Linked DNA regions of Mus musculus: regions 1 and 2 are each linked to region 3. Evidence: chromatin contacts called from public Hi-C and promoter capture Hi-C data. All regions are on one chromosome and are shown on one strand. The core of a region is the stretch at or near the end of the contact, and the rest is flanking DNA. Distances in the headings are between cores, read along the strand shown. Region 1 holds the start of Mrpl11 (mitochondrial ribosomal protein L11). Region 2 holds the start of Ctsf (cathepsin F). Region 3 has its middle 18 kb from the start of 2010003K11Rik.

Region 1 (4,763 bases), core at 1,162-3,661, 450 kb after region 3:
CTCCTGCAAGTAACTCCAAGAAACTCATTAATTCTCAAGCTAGACTTGCCATAATTTTTTTTAATGTGGTGATTCCCTCTCCATATGAGGAAAATAGACATTTCTTTTATGCCTCATTAGAAAAGTCACTGGTATCATACCAGTTGCCAGCCTGGTCTACAAAGTCAGTTTCTAGGAAAGCCAGGGCTACACAGAGAAACCCTGTGTCAAAAGAAGAAGAGGAGGAGAGTAGGAGAAGGGGGGGGAAGAAGAGGATGAGGAGAGGAGAGGATGTGGAAGAAGAGAAGAAGGAAGAGGATGGTGATGAAGAAGATGAGGAGGAGGAGAAGGGAGAGGAAGATGAGGAGGAAGAAAGAGGAGAGGAGGAGGGGGGAAGAAGAAGGAGGAGAAGGGGAAGGGGAAGGAAAAGAAGAAGAAGAAAGTCATTCAATATGGGGTCTACCTTCTTTCTTTCACAGAGATCCTCTGATGGGATGGATTCTCTATTTTGGTATAGCACCACAGAGAGCCCCAGCATGTCAGTTGTCCTTGCCCCAGCTTACAGAGTTATGCAGGGAGGATGCAAGGGACGTTTCAGGAGCTTGAAGCTGCTGAGACCCCTTTCTACCAAGCAGTTAGCTCCTGTGGCAGGGGTGTCTCTTAGGGCGACATACTGCTCCCACCACCACCACAGCACTGGCTCAGGGATTTCACTGGGCACAGAAGATGGAGATAAAAATGAGGCCTTTAGATCCTTACACAAAGGACCTGACTTTCTTTGCCAGCAGGTTGTAGGGAAGTTCAAGTCTACAAACATTTTCAAAAACAGTGGTGGGATGGGGTTAGGAGATGGTTCAGTGATTAAAGTGTTTCCTGAAAAAGAGTCAGGGCCAGAGGCTGGGTCTTAAGAAACCCAGGTAAATGCCATCTGGGCATGGTGACATCCCTGTAGTTCCAGGCCAGCATAAGAACTCCAGAGCAAGCTGGTTAACAAGATGAACCACTGGCAAGCTCTTAGTTTGAGTAAGAGACCCCACCTCAGAAGGGCAATGGAAGAGGATCTTAACATCAGCCTCGGCCCTTCTCGTGTGTGTACACATGTGCAAATCCACACACACATTCACCCACACACACGCAAAAACGTACATTGCACACACAAGGAAATGGTAGAGGAAAGAAAAAAATGGAGGTTTGTGAGAGGCGGTTTAGAGGAAGATGATAGAATTTGAAGTGGTATGCTACATAATAGGCTGCCTGGTTGTCTGGAGAGGAATTATTTTTTAAAAAGGAAAAGAAAAGGAAAAAAAAAAGAAAAAAGAAACTGGAGAATTCCCCTCGAATCTGAAGGATCGCAAACAGTGAGTTAGTGGATAGTTCCTTCGAAGTAGTCTCAGTCTGGAGACTGGATCAGAGAACTTTATATCCTGAACTGTTGGAGAAAATAATGGAGCATTCAACCTACAGTTATTGGAGCTTTGCAGCCACGTGTGGTCAGGAAGAGTCTGTGAGTCAAAGAGTCCTACCAAGGCCATTGCTACTACCCTAAAGTGCCTAGATACACAAGATTGCTCTAGGGAGGGATAATAAAGGCTTCAAACACCACCTGGCTCAAATACCATTCCCTAAAACGCAAGTAATAATCAGGAATCCTGGACAGAATAGAGCGGGATGCGGAGTTCTGAGACACAAAAAGTCATCTTCCAATGAAAAAATGAAAGACGGGGAAGCAATAAAGTATGCCTAATAAGCTAGTGGAAAATCAGGTTTGACTGGGATGAGAATTCACAAACTTAGCATTTCAAAAGCGCGGGGAAGAGCTTTTCCCTTTGTATAAATAGCGGTAAATGCCTTCTTGGTTCAACGTGTGTTACTGAGCTGTCACAACAATTCTGAAAGGTACCTATAATATTCGCGGTGTCAAAGATTTTCATAGGTAACAGAAACAGTAGCCTAATCCTAGCTCTAACTCTTTGTCTAGCTATGAATCAGGTTCATAGCCAGCAAGAGCAGCAGTCTGCCATTTCATTTCCCGTCTATAATCATATTGCCTTCCATGAAAAACCACATGAGGAAACAAAAGACTCAAGGGATTTTGCATAACTTGCTCCATATCAAACGCTAAGATATCACTGTGTCCAGCAGATGGCAACCCAGAACACGGCCAACAGCAGGCGCAGGATAAGGCGCTGAACTACATACCCACAATGCTGTGCGGAGACTCAAAGTCCCGAACTCCTGTTTGGCTGTCTAAGGTGATGCCTGTGCGCACCGCTGAGGGATTGTGTGTACTGAAACCATATAGGTTCTCGTCCTGCCTTCAGAGCGCAAAGTTCAATTAATTCTTAAATTCCGTAATTGGTCTTTAGTTGGAGAGCTGTATGCCTGAAACAAGACTGCTCTTTTTTGGTCTCATTTACCCTAGCCGAACACGAGGGCCCTTCACCTCTGACCCAAAATGGCCGCGCCCAGAGCGTAGTTCTTTGCTTCTCCGAGGCGAGCTAAGATTAAAATCCTACATCATGTCCAAGCTAAGCCGGGCCACTCGGACCCTCAAGAAGCCCGAGGCCGGCGGCGTGATCCGGTCCATCGTGCGAGCAGGCCAAGCTATTCCTGGGCCTCCACTAGGTCCCATCTTGGGTCAGGTGCGGTGTGCGGAACCCGGCCTGGGAGACGTGGGAGAGTGCGCTGGAGCCGGGGAAGTCTCCTTTATAAACGTTGTCTCCACTATTCACACCTTCAGGCCTTATGTCCTTGTATTACTTACGGAGCCTCTTTTGACCTCAGCACCTCTGACCCCCAAGTTGGCTAGTTGCTGATTAAGTGGTACCTTGTGGACGAATTGCCTGGCACCCAAAGCTATAGAACCAGAGTAGAAGAAATATAACAACACACACCCATACCCCCGCCCCCCCCCCCCACACACACAAAGATGAAAGGACAGGGGCTCCTGGTTGGTAGAAAGCCTTCAGCTCCCATACTTAACTTTGTGTATGCGTTCCTTATAGCGAGGTGTCTCTATCAACCAGTTCTGCAAAGAGTTCAACGAGAAGACAAAGGACATCAAAGAAGGCATTCCCCTGCCTACAAAAATTTTTATAAAGGTAGAGAGACCCATTCTCCCATATATTTCCTTGGCCCTTGAAACTAGTCACTCTGGTTGCTTCTCTGACTCTTAACTTGGTTGCTACCTTCCACTTATCATTTAAACAGAAGCCTAGACCATAATTTCTCTGAACTGGCTTGATCCTGCCATATTGTGGTTCTTACCTCTCATCTCACTGGGGCTTCCAGAGGAGATTTGGGCTAGGAATAAAAATGGCAGGGATGTGTGCTGTAGATTTGTTTTTCTGTCTTTTGTGGTGTGCAAGTTGGTGGGAGAAGGAAAGGGACATTAGAAATGTCTTGGACTGGATAGAAAACCAAGAAATTCTCATGTATCTTTGTCTGTTAAGCCCGACAGGACATTTGAGCTCAAGATTGGGCAGCCCACTGTTTCTTACTTTTTGAAGGCAGCTGCTGGGATCGAGAAGGGGGCCCGGCATACAGGTAAGGACTAGAGTGGGCACCTGAGAGTCTGATGTATCCAGAGAAATGTAGTGGCACTTGAAGAATTCTTTGCTCCTTCTTCCCAGGGAAAGAGGTGGCAGGCCTGGTGAGTTTGAAGCACGTATATGAGATTGCCTGTGTCAAAGCTAAGGATGATGCTTTTGCCATGCAAGATGTGCCCCTGTCTTCTGTGGTCCGTTCCATCATTGGCTCTGCCCGTTCCCTGGGCATTCGAGTGGTGAAGGAGTGAGTATCTTGAGAGGAATCCAAGTAAGTTCTTCATTTGGGAGGAAAGCTGAGAAGGCCCATTACAGTGAGGTGGTTGGGCTTTATTTGTTCTTCTTAATTTATAGCCTATGTTAGTTATGCATATTAAGCTTCATTGTGACATTTTCATACATGTCTAGCAGATTCTAGCAGAAGGATATGGGTTGAAGCCTCATCTTGTTTGGAATATATTTCATAAGCACCTGTTCTGTCCTGGACATGGATCTGGGCACTGGCTAGAACCAGGAATGGCCAGTAGTGCCTGGCCACTCTGGAGAAATGTGTAGTCCTAAAGGCCGACCCATACATAGAGGCCTAGACTAGCAGGTGTCAATGTTATAAAATCAATGGATGTCATGCAAGCAGAGAGGAGATTTCCTGCTTTTACCTGATGTGTCATTGAGGACTCTGAGGGAGGTGACATGGAAACTGCCCAGGAAAAGGAGGGTAAGAGAGCGTAAGATTACAAGGAGAGGGAAGGAGCTGAAGCTAAGTTCACTCTGGTCGAGGAGTCTTGTCTAGAGGCATATGGGATGTGGCCTGAGGGAGGGACGAGTCAGAAGGTTCCCTTGTCAAGTAGGAGAGCATTTGCCCCAGAGCGCAGCAGAGACAGGAGCAGGGACAGTCATCACTGGCCGCTTGCTGCTGGTGTCATTCCCTACAGCAAGACTGGCGTCAGTTGTTCCTCACGGGGGTGAGGTTAGAGCACAGTTTTCCTGGATGGTTTAAATCCTTAAAGTATGTAGATTTGTGGCTCAAAGGAAGGCCTAAGAAATCCCAATGGTATAATAGAGGCCACAGGTTAGGTAGGACTTTAAGACAGAGTCAAGGCAGAGGAAGGTAGCGTGTGTGAGTTGTGGTTCCAGGAAGAGAAACCACAGATGAGTAGAGGTATGACAGTTGGAAAGTCCAGGGAGGGGAGTGGACAGGGCAGCTGGGATCTGCGCCAGGACCCGCTCCTCACTGACTGT
Region 2 (4,924 bases), core at 1,633-4,132, 340 kb after region 3:
AAACACAACAATTACTAATAAGGTAATGCCAATAATAATAGCAAGCAGGATTATATACTGAACCCAATCCACAGGATTCAATGCACTTAGGTGATTCTTTAAATCTCTGGCCAATTCATCAATGTTCCAAGTGTCCAAATGACTTCTGCTAATATCTGAAATATCTGCTAACCTAGCCTTAAAATTTGCTATATCCTGTCTCAATCTACTGCTAACATAGCGTCATAGAGAATTGTAGCTAACTTTCAAATATGTCTCTAAAATGACCAGAATCAGCCTTCCAAATGAAGAAATAACAATTTCTAATGCTGGGTTGATTATCGGCACAGTGCATGACTAAGTAGGCATAACTGGTCACATTAAAGGAAAGAGAAGACTCGTCATAACTTCTTTTTGATTACGTTTTTGAAGGCGGTTTCCAGTCTCCATGTTCTCAGTCCCACAAGCTAAAAGTTTGAAGCAAGGCAGTTTGTCCAATCTGAGATCAGGAACTCAAGTCCAAAACAGTCTGCCTGTCTCCACTGTCAGGGCACTCAGCCAGCTCACAGGTCAGCATCAGTCTTTGTCCCAGCATCAGCTTGTCTCACCAATCACTCTGGCAGCTAGCATGCTCCTGCTGCAGCATTCTGTGGAGAAAACACAAAAATGCCCTCTTCCCCATATTAAATACCTGAACAGTATCATGTCATGTGCCAGTATGTGGATCCTTTCATTTCATGAGTATGCCTGGTTGTAGAGTGCCATAGACACTCAGAGAGATTTTAGGCATCCAAATTTAAAAAAATTTTTGAAGATATATATTTAAAGCTCCGCAGTATCTTTTCCTTAAGAGTTATAAAAAAATATGAGTAACATGGGTAACATTAAATTGTTGACAAAACATCTCAAATGCTTGGCTGTAATAGCCAGTTCCAATATCTATTTTAATTTGATTTGGAACACCAAGCATAAAAAAAAAAATCAACATAGGCAATGACTGACTATACTTTTAGTTGCTTTTCTTGTTAAAGCAGTTGTAATTAGAAAGACTAAAAGTGTATCAATAGTCACAATGTGCATATTTCATTTTTCTAAAATCAAAAATGAGTATCTATTTGCAATAATTGATTAAGTAAAAGTCCTCAAGAATTAACACCAATGGGTGGAACAGGTAGAAGCTGAGGACACTGAGAACAATTCTTTACAATATGCCATGCACATTCTATAAAAATGCCTACAGCACACTATTCAATTATCTGTGTTGAAGTAGGAGGAAACTCAAAAGAGCAAACGTGATCTAGTCACGTAAACTTCTCTCCCATAGAAGTGCTGTTTATAAATACAGTAGATGCATTCTTTTTTTTTAAAGTGATAAGCACGATTCTTTTTTTTTTTAAGATTTATTTATTTATTTATTTATTTATTTATATTAAGTACACTGTAGCCGTCTTCAGACACTCCGGAAGAGGGAGCCAGATCTCATTTCAGATGGTTGTGAGCCACCACGTGGTTGCTGGGAATCGAACTCAGGACCTTTGGAAGAGCAGTCCGTGCTCTTAACCCCCGAGCCATCTCTCCAGCCCCAGTAGATGCATTCTTTATGGGATACATTGTGGAGAGACCTATAGGGTACTGCTAGGCAGGAATCTGACATTGGCCAAGGACAAGGAAACAAGCCTCAATCTTTAGGTTGTAATAGGGAAGCAGGACAAGGCAGAAACTCCAATCTCGGGGTGGTACAAAAGAAGCAGGCCCTGGGCAAGATCCAGGCTTTTGGCCTGTCATGCATGTCACTACTGGAGTGGATGTAGCAGTCTACATAGGCCCTGTTTTGAAGACAAACAAACCAAGGGAACTGTCTTAAAGACTTCAAAAAACTCCTTCATATATACATACCCTGCACACTCCTCACGTACACACAAGATTTCTGTGACAAGGCTGATTTTAACCGCTTTAGATAACATACGACAGCTCCTTCAATGAGCTGAGGATAATTTTTGCCTCTCCGATACAAAACCAATGGATTTTTGTATCCAAGCAGTTTATGGACATTTCCCTTTCAATAATAAAAAACCCTCCTTTCCGGTCCCTCTCCAAGTGTGCAGAGGCTTACGAGAATGCATCTTGGTTTATGATTCAATTTGTTATTCCCTCATACATTTTTACACTTTGGAGATTTTTTTCCCACCCTCTGTTTTCAGTTGTGACGCTGTCCCTTGGCAGTCCTGGAACACAGTGCTTTTAAGTGATTTACGGTACGATCCACCCTTTGCACAGCTTTGTTGATTATATAGATGTCTTTTAAGCCTCACAACAGCCAGACTCATGTAGCCTACGCTCAAATTCTCTTAGGTATCCAAGAATGACCTTGAACTTCAGAACTTTCTGTCTCTTCCTGAGTGCCTCACCAGGCTAGGTTTATTCCGTGCTCGGGGATGGTACACAGGGCATTTGTGAGAGCTAGGCAAACACTAGCCACTGAACTACCTACATCCTCTGGTCCCACAACCCATAATATTACTGACCGTCTGGTGAATGACAATAGGTGCCTCAAAGGTGAGATCACACCGTGAAGGCAGGCTGAGGAACCAATTGTTTGGGTTCACCTCTTATCAGAGTCATCTGTAAGCTTCTTTTTCTTTATCTACGCAATGGGACTGCACTGACCTCACAGGTCTGCCATGGTTAAAAGGATCTGGCTTTTCCTGCGTAAGATAGAAAAGGGCGTAGATTCTTATTTTATTGTCAACCTAGTGTCCTCTCCCCTCACTCCACCCTCTCCACCCCCCCACCCACCCCCCCCCGCATCCCGCACCCCGTGGTCCACGTGCCTCGCGTAAATAAGCGAGCGCGCAAGCGCCAGGAATCGGTGCCCATTGGCCGCCCCGGCGTTCTCCAACGTTGTAGGGAAACTCTCTGTGGCCTCTGACAGCAGGCTCCGCCTCGGGTCTCTTGATCCGTGTGTTTGTGGGTCAGTGAATCCGGGCGAGCAGCTTCGACCTCGCTATGGCGCCCCTACTGCAGCTTCTGTGGCTGCTGACACTGCTCTCGACTGTGGCCCTGAGCCCCGTCCCCGCCAAGCCCTGGGCAGATGACGAGCAGGCCTGGAACTTGTCGTCCCAGGAGCTGCTGGCCCCCGCCCGCTTCGCGCTGGACATGTACAATTACGGCCGTGCTGCGGGGACAAGGGCCGTGCTAGGAGCGGTGCGCGGACGCGTCCGCCGGGTGAGGACGCGCGGGGAGCGGGCGCGGGGCCTGGGCCCAGGAATGGTGCAAGGTGGAGTTTGGCTTAAATTTGGGATGATGGCCAGGACAGGGGAGGGAAGGACCTGTTTAGACCTGTATCCGGTAGGGAGGCACAGATGGGCAATGGTCTCCTAAGAGGAGTAAAGGGGGAGGGGATGGCTGGGCCAGCCCCAACTTCTTCTCCATCCAGGCCGGCCAGGGCTCTCTGTTCTCCCTGGAAGCCACACTAGAGGAGCCACCTTGCAATGATCCCCTGGTGTGCCCACTGCCTGAGACGAAGAAAACAGTGGTGAGTGAAGAGGTCAGCTATTGTTGGCCCTAGCTGGCAAACAATTGGAATGGTGGGTCCTGTCGAGGCATTGGTTACTCCTGAGATACCAAGTTAGAGACCAAGATGCTCTGAAAGGGTGGGTGTTGGGGTGCTGGGTGTCTGCTGCTGGCCTCCCTCTTTCACCAAGTTATGACTGCCTTCCATGTGGCTCTCCTTTGAGGAACTTCTAGCTGCTCTTGCCAGGACCTTGTTTCAAACTGTCCCAAGACCGTCTTCTTTCTATGCCTCCAGCTCTGCAGTTTTGAAGTCCTGGAAGAGCTAAAAGAACACTTGCTGCTGAGGAGGGACTGTAGCCCAGTGAATGCCAAGGTCACAGGTGCTGGGATTGCTCAAGGAGACTGGGAGAGCCCAGACCATACTTGAGTCAGAATCCAGCCTTAATTACTTCTCTGTTCCGACCCTATCCAGAGTTTAGAAATGCGACTTTCAGCTCATTCCTTCCATTGTTGGACAAGGATCCCCTGCCCCAGGTGAAGACCCTGTGTCGAGGAGAGACAAAGGCCCCTTAATCCTCTTTCCCTTCTCTTCTCTTTCTCTGCACGCCCCTTCTCTCTCTTCCCCCTCACTTCCTCTTCCCATAGTGACTTCCCTGTCTTGGTCCTCCAGGGTAGAGCTCAGTCAGCTCACTGGGGTCTGGCTGGACTTGTAAGTGAACATCCTTCCGCCTTCCTAGGACTTCTCTGTGAAGATGGCTCCACTCTTCAAGGACTTCATGACCACCTATAACCGGACTTATGAATCAAGGGAAGGTAGGCCCCAGCCTTGTCATCTGTCTCCGTCAGGCCTGGGCCTTCTCCCGTCACGGCACCTTGATACTAAGGAGATAAAGTACACAGTGATACCTTATTTCCCCGGTGGTAAACTGAGCCAGATCAAGGCAGATAAGATGATATTAACTGCTGGTTTATTGGGAAGCTGCTCTCTGGCGAGTTCACTGGCCCCAGTGATTAGGCCACGGAAATCACCATGGGAAGAGGAGATGAGGGAGAGAAGGGGAGAAAGGGCCCACACAGAGAGAGAAGAAAAGAAGAGAAAAGGGAGAGTGAGGAGACCAAAATGCCTGGATTGTGTCTGGAAGAGCTTCTGGGTATGCCAGGGTAGGGACTGAGGGGTGCTGGGAGAAGCTGGAGGCCAGGTCTGCCTTGATATGAAACATATGCACCTCAGTCCCTGGTCCAGGGGTCCGAAACCAAACAAAAAGGATCCTGTGTCTCTCAAGGAGCCCATATCCCTAGGGTCCTATCCAGCTTTCTAGGCAGTCATCTTGTCAAGGAGTGGCCTGGTTTCCTCCTTCCGTTTTGTCTTCCTAACCGGAAACCATGGGCTTCATCCCTCTAGGCAGGATGGGTAAGACTTAGACCAGATTTT
Region 3 (5,021 bases), core at 776-3,275:
GTCTTACCCTTGACCTCTTGAACTCAAGGTCACTTCTTATCTGCCTTTGAGACTATTCACTTTCATCAAGCTGTTTTTTAGTGTCTGTCCTCTGCTTATTTCTAGTGACCTTGTTTTCTTCAGGGCCTTTCTTCTTGTTCTGTCAAAATTTGAACTATTCTTCAAAACTAGTGGCTTTCCTGTATTAAGCTTGCCAATCTATTCAGTTGGCTATGGCTCTCTATTTTAATATGATGATGATGTTATTAATTATAAAAGCCAACATGTGTGTATTTGTGTGTTCACGTCTGTGTTGGTGTGTATGTGTGTACTGCCACTCTGTGATAGGGACTTTGCGTACAAAGAGGTGAGACAACTCATTCAAAGTCATACAAGTAGAAATGGCATGGCTGGAATTAGCCCTGGGTTCAGGTCCTGCTAGCTGCTTCTCATGTTTTATCCCGTATTTGTCTTCTAAAGTTGGTTTGTAACAGTTTATTGGCGCTTTTTGGCAGTGCCTTTTGGCATAGATCTCTATGTAAAGCAGTACTCAGTAAATGTTTTATTGAAGTAAATGTCCTAAACATTCTGTTTCATTTTGACATAATCTATTATGACAACTGGCTTTCTGTAGACAAGTGAGCTTGCTGGTCTGTCTCCCACTTTGCTGTGTGTGTGTTTTTTTTTTTTTTTTTTTGATCAGTGGCCTGAGTAGCTCACAAGTGGTCTTTAGAAAAGAAGTAGCCTACAGAGTATCCAAAGTAGCTATATACTCCTTGTGTGTTCCTGGGGTGGGGGTCCTTAAATATTGAGGTGTCCTCTTAAATATGGCAAGGAGGGGCCTCAGCAAGAGAGGATAAGAGGGGGGGGGTGTGAAGAGAAGATGCATGGCAGGTCACGTAGGCCTGTACTTCATTAGTGTCAAGTTGCACAGTGAGATAGGCCAGCATCTGAGAATCAGGAGTGCAGGTAGCTCTTGAAGAGTAGGTGCTGCTGCCTAGAGAAAGTACATCTGGAGCTGGAGGGAGGAGGGAGGGAAGAAAAAGCACTTTGGAGGAGACAGCCTTGTGAGTTTTGTTCTTTCATAGTGGTTCCAGTCGGGCGTTTTACTTAAATGGTTATTGCATGTTGGCCCTCATGAGAGCATGCCTGTTTCCTCTTTTAGTGCTGGGGACTGATTGAGCCTAGCGTCCCATGGATACTAGTCAACTGCTGTATCACTGAGCTATATCCCAGTCTTGTTTATATACATACCTTTATTTTATGTGTATGGGTGTTTTAACTGCATGTGTGAATGTATGTATGTATGTAGTGTTCATGCAGCCCAGGTATCATATCCCCTGGAACTAGAATTACAGAAGGTTTTGAGTGGTCATGTGCTTGTGAGAACTGTACCTGGACCCTCTGCAAGAACAAATACTTTTTTTTTTTTTACTGTTGATCCCTGTTTCTAGTCCCCTTTTACCTTTTATTTGGAGACATAGGTTTTGAATTTGTGATTCTTCTACCCCTATACAGGCTTATGTGTAACTCTAGCTACTTCTGGAGTTTGAGGCAGAAAGATCACAGATTCTAACCCTCTGTCTTTCTTCTCAGTTATTGCTATTGCCCCACATTTTATAGATGACTGGGTGGCAGAGCAGTAAGATGTGGGGTGCAGGCAGCAGGGGCATTATGACCCTTATAGAACAAGCAGTTCTGTACACTCCCGGTGTTTCTGACATTCCTGGGTTCTCTGGGGAGTGTCTGGAGAAATGAGGATAACAACCTTTTTTTTTTTCTCTTTTACTTTAGCTAACATCTACCTTCTGGAGAGCTGACAACACTAATGGTGAGTTCTGAGCCTGAGCCCAGGCCTGTCAATGGGTCACATGGGAGTTTCTTAAGATACTGTAGTCCTAATGTGCGCATGCCATCTTTTAAGTTCAGTCAGTACAAAAAGGCACAGGCTTAGCTTTTGGAAAATCTCCACTTCATCTTGATCTCTGCATTTTTCTGGGTTTTCACAGGAAGGTGACATCTGGTTCTTTGTAAGCTCCAGTTGGCAGCTGGCCAGCTGCAGCAGGAGGCCCTTTTTCTGGGAGGGTGTGTCTTGGGAAGCTGGGCAGGGGATAGTGGTGCTGACCTACAGGAAGCATCCCTTCTGTGCAGCCTTTGAGAAGACCCCAAGTTCAGAGACAGGCATTTGGCAGTGGCACTCGGCTGTTAAGAGCACTGGCTGCTGACAGCCTGGAGATGGTCAGCTGTGACATGAAAGGAGATTGTGTCATCTAATTGTAAAAAATACTTGATGCATTTCTCTGATGTCTGGCAGCCAGAGAACAAGGAGTAAAAGAATTGTCCCTTTTCCTGCCTACAGAGCATTCAGCAGCACTGTCCTCTAAAACTTGCCACTTTTGTTTTTGAGACCGTTTCTTCATGTGGTCCAGGCTGACCTGGAACCCGCTCTGTAGACCAGGCTAGCCTTGAACACAGAATGTCTCCTATTTCTGCCTCCTGAGTAAAGGCATGTACCACCATGCCCAGTAAACCTGCCACTCTTAAACACTTCTCCCTTGGGGCTTCTCTGGGTTGCAGGTCACTGGGAGATCCGTGTGTGTCTGCTCAGTCTGAGTTCTAATGCAATGGTTTGGGCCAACATCTCTCTCCAGTCCAGTCTCTCTCCAGTTTGTAAGAAGAGATACTCTTTCCCTCTCTCTGAGCTGCTCTCCCTGCTTCACAGCTAGGGACCCTGGGGACTTTGTTGTTGTTTCTCCAGAGCACATGTTTATTGTGGGGTAGAGATTTCTTTGTACAGGGATTTTTCTTGTTGTTTTTTTTTTTTTTTTTTTAACTAATTGTGCAAAGAATTTTCTCAGGATGCTCTTCTTGACCCATGAGTTCCTGTTCTCTCTCTCTCTCTCTCTCTCTCTCTCTCTCTCTCTCTCTCTCTCTCTCTCTGTCAAGGTCTTTTATGTGTATGGGTGTTTTGCCTATGCACCACATGCATTACAGTACCTGAGGAGTCCAGAAGAAGGTGAAGGTGCTTTCTGGAACTAGTTACAGATGGTTGTGTGTGGGTATTGGGAACCAAACGTGAGTCCTCTGGAAGAGCATCCAGTGCTCTTAGCTGCTGACCCATTTCTCCAGTCTAGAGTTGGTTACTTTTGAGATCTTCCACATTCCTCTTGTCTTTCTTGTCTTAGGTCAGTAGTAGGTGTCTTTAACTCTACCACACATTCTCCTTACAAAGTCCATGGCGAAAAAGCTGATGGCCTATCCACCATTCACTTATGTTTTCTGGCTCTGTGTACTAATTATTAGTATAGGGCCAAGGTACGGAAGAAGATAAAGCCCACAGAAGGTTCATGAGCAGAATCCAGGATGCTGATGCTGTTGCTTTTTAAGGCTGTCATCTTTTACAGATGACAAATCTATCAGTTAGAAGAGAAAGTTAGTTGCCGAGAAGGGACCACTCCCAGGTCATTTGCTTTGTCAAAGCTTGTTCTGCGCATCAGTTCCCAGAGCCCTGCTATTTCCCCAGAGCTTTTCTTCCTTACAGTAACCAAGACTCTGTCATCTTAGCTGGATCCTTTCTGATCTGTACCTTTTTCCTGGGGATCTCAGAGGGAAGTGAGTGTCTGCTGTTGTTACTAAGTGTCCCACCAGAAGACAGAACCTTGGTTTCCCAACCCACCTCAGTCTGCAGCTTGTATGTTACTTCTGGTCTTAATTTGTAATCTGGACTCCAGCCCAGCCTGGGATATGCCAATGCTGCTGGAAATACCTTGCTCTAGCTATGTGAGTGTGGGCTAGGCCAGACTCCTGTGGCAGCTCCTCTTCTGACCCACATGCAACATGACATCCCAAGCTGAGGTTGCAGGGGAAATTCCATGAGCTAGCTGTGCTGAGTCATGCTTAAGTCTCCTTTCTCCTGTCTGTCAGTAGTCAGTCCACGGTCTGTCACAGTTAACTGTAAGACTATAAGCCTGTCACCTATATCTGCACTTGCTTTACATTTCTGAGTGTTTTCCCCACTGACATGCTATCAGTCGATAAGAAATTTATTAATAATAAATCATTAAAGTAAATGTAGTATTTACTTTTGAGCGATATTCCTTTCATGCATAAGAGACCTGAGATTTTGGAAGCCTCAGTGACTGGTATGTTTCCATGAAGGGTGAGTAGCATGTTTGGGTGAGGTTGGGTGCCACACCTTGGCCTGACCAATGGAGCTTTGAGAAATGCCAGATCATTCATAGTGATTTTGGTTGAAGGTTTTTTTGTTTGTTTTTTGTTTTTTGAGACATGATTTTGCTGTGTAGTCCTTGTTGGCCTCAAACTCACAGAGATCTGCCTGCCTCTATCTTCTGAGTACTGGGATTAAAAAGGCAGGCACCACTATGCCAAACTGAAAAGTGTGAGTTTTGAATTATTAAAATTGAAAATTAAAACATCTAGTTCTTTTAAGGATTTTTAAGTTTAACTCTCTAAGTGTAAACACTGAAATTTTCCATTTTAGATTTTAGAAAGATTTAACAATCACTTTGAAAGGCCTTTTGATTAATGTTAGTCTCCCTTGAATAATTCATTAAACCTATTTGAAAGTTTTAAATTGAATTTATAAATTATAGTTACCTTCTCTTAATTATTTTTTTCCAATTGCCTGATTAAAAATCCCTTAATATTTTAATTACTCTTATAAATTTAATAAATTAAGCCAACTCTTAAATTGCCTTAAACATTCCTGTTATGTTTTATTTATTTATCTTTTAATTTTTAGGGTTTTTTGAGACAGTATTTTACTCTAGCACAAGCTAGCTTTGACTTGCAGTAATCCTGCCTTAGTTTTGGAATTACAGGCATGAAGTACTATGGTTAGCCCTATCTTGGTTTAAGATTTATTTTATTTTAATGTGTGTGTATGTGTCTATGTGAGTCTATGTGAGAGAGAGAGACTGTGTCTGTCTGTGTGTCTGTGCAGGTATACAAGGAGGCCAGAGGAGTCAGATCACATTGGAGCTAGAGCTGGTAGCTGTGAGCCACCTGACATGGTGCTGGGA

Evidence for each region. Promoter capture Hi-C pulls out the DNA fragments that hold promoters and counts their contacts. Hi-C and Micro-C count contacts between places; a contact is called where the count stands out from the background.
Region 1: a contact with region 3 is called in a promoter capture Hi-C map of neural stem cells. A contact is called at or near these places in 20 of 39 promoter capture datasets (the 3T3-L1 cell line, the C10 cell line, the HPC-7 cell line and 12 more), 6 of 484 Hi-C or Micro-C datasets (B cells, cerebellum, cerebral cortex and 3 more), 8 of 130 datasets of targeted methods (embryonic basal ganglia, embryonic stem cells, extraembryonic endoderm stem cells and 4 more) and 3 of 9 other capture datasets (embryonic stem cells, liver and macrophages).
Region 2: a contact with region 3 is called in a Hi-C map of uterus. A contact is called at or near these places in 6 of 39 promoter capture datasets (the C10 cell line, the HPC-7 cell line, cranial neural crest and 3 more), 10 of 484 Hi-C or Micro-C datasets (CD4 T cells, the N1E-115 cell line, Sertoli cells and 6 more), 2 of 130 datasets of targeted methods (bone marrow-derived macrophages and pancreatic cancer cells) and 3 of 9 other capture datasets (adipose tissue, liver and pancreatic islet).

Annotation. Positions count from the first base shown.
Region 1 is chr19:4,959,895-4,964,657 of GRCm38.p6, forward strand. Mrpl11 (mitochondrial ribosomal protein L11) reads left to right here and starts at 2,412. Exons shown (of 5, transcript NM_025553.4): 1 at 2,412-2,621; 2 at 2,985-3,080; 3 at 3,432-3,525; 4 at 3,612-3,771. The coding sequence starts at 2,499.
Region 2 is chr19:4,852,283-4,857,206 of GRCm38.p6, forward strand. It overlaps Ctsf (cathepsin F), which reads left to right and starts at 2,883. Exons shown (of 14, transcript NM_019861.2): 1 at 2,883-3,204; 2 at 3,416-3,514; 3 at 3,788-3,872; 4 at 3,965-4,026; 5 at 4,230-4,305. The coding sequence starts at 2,986.
Region 3 is chr19:4,513,881-4,518,901 of GRCm38.p6, forward strand. It overlaps a transcript of Pcx not described here. Among named protein-coding and RNA genes, the nearest start is that of 2010003K11Rik, 18 kb to the left of the region's middle.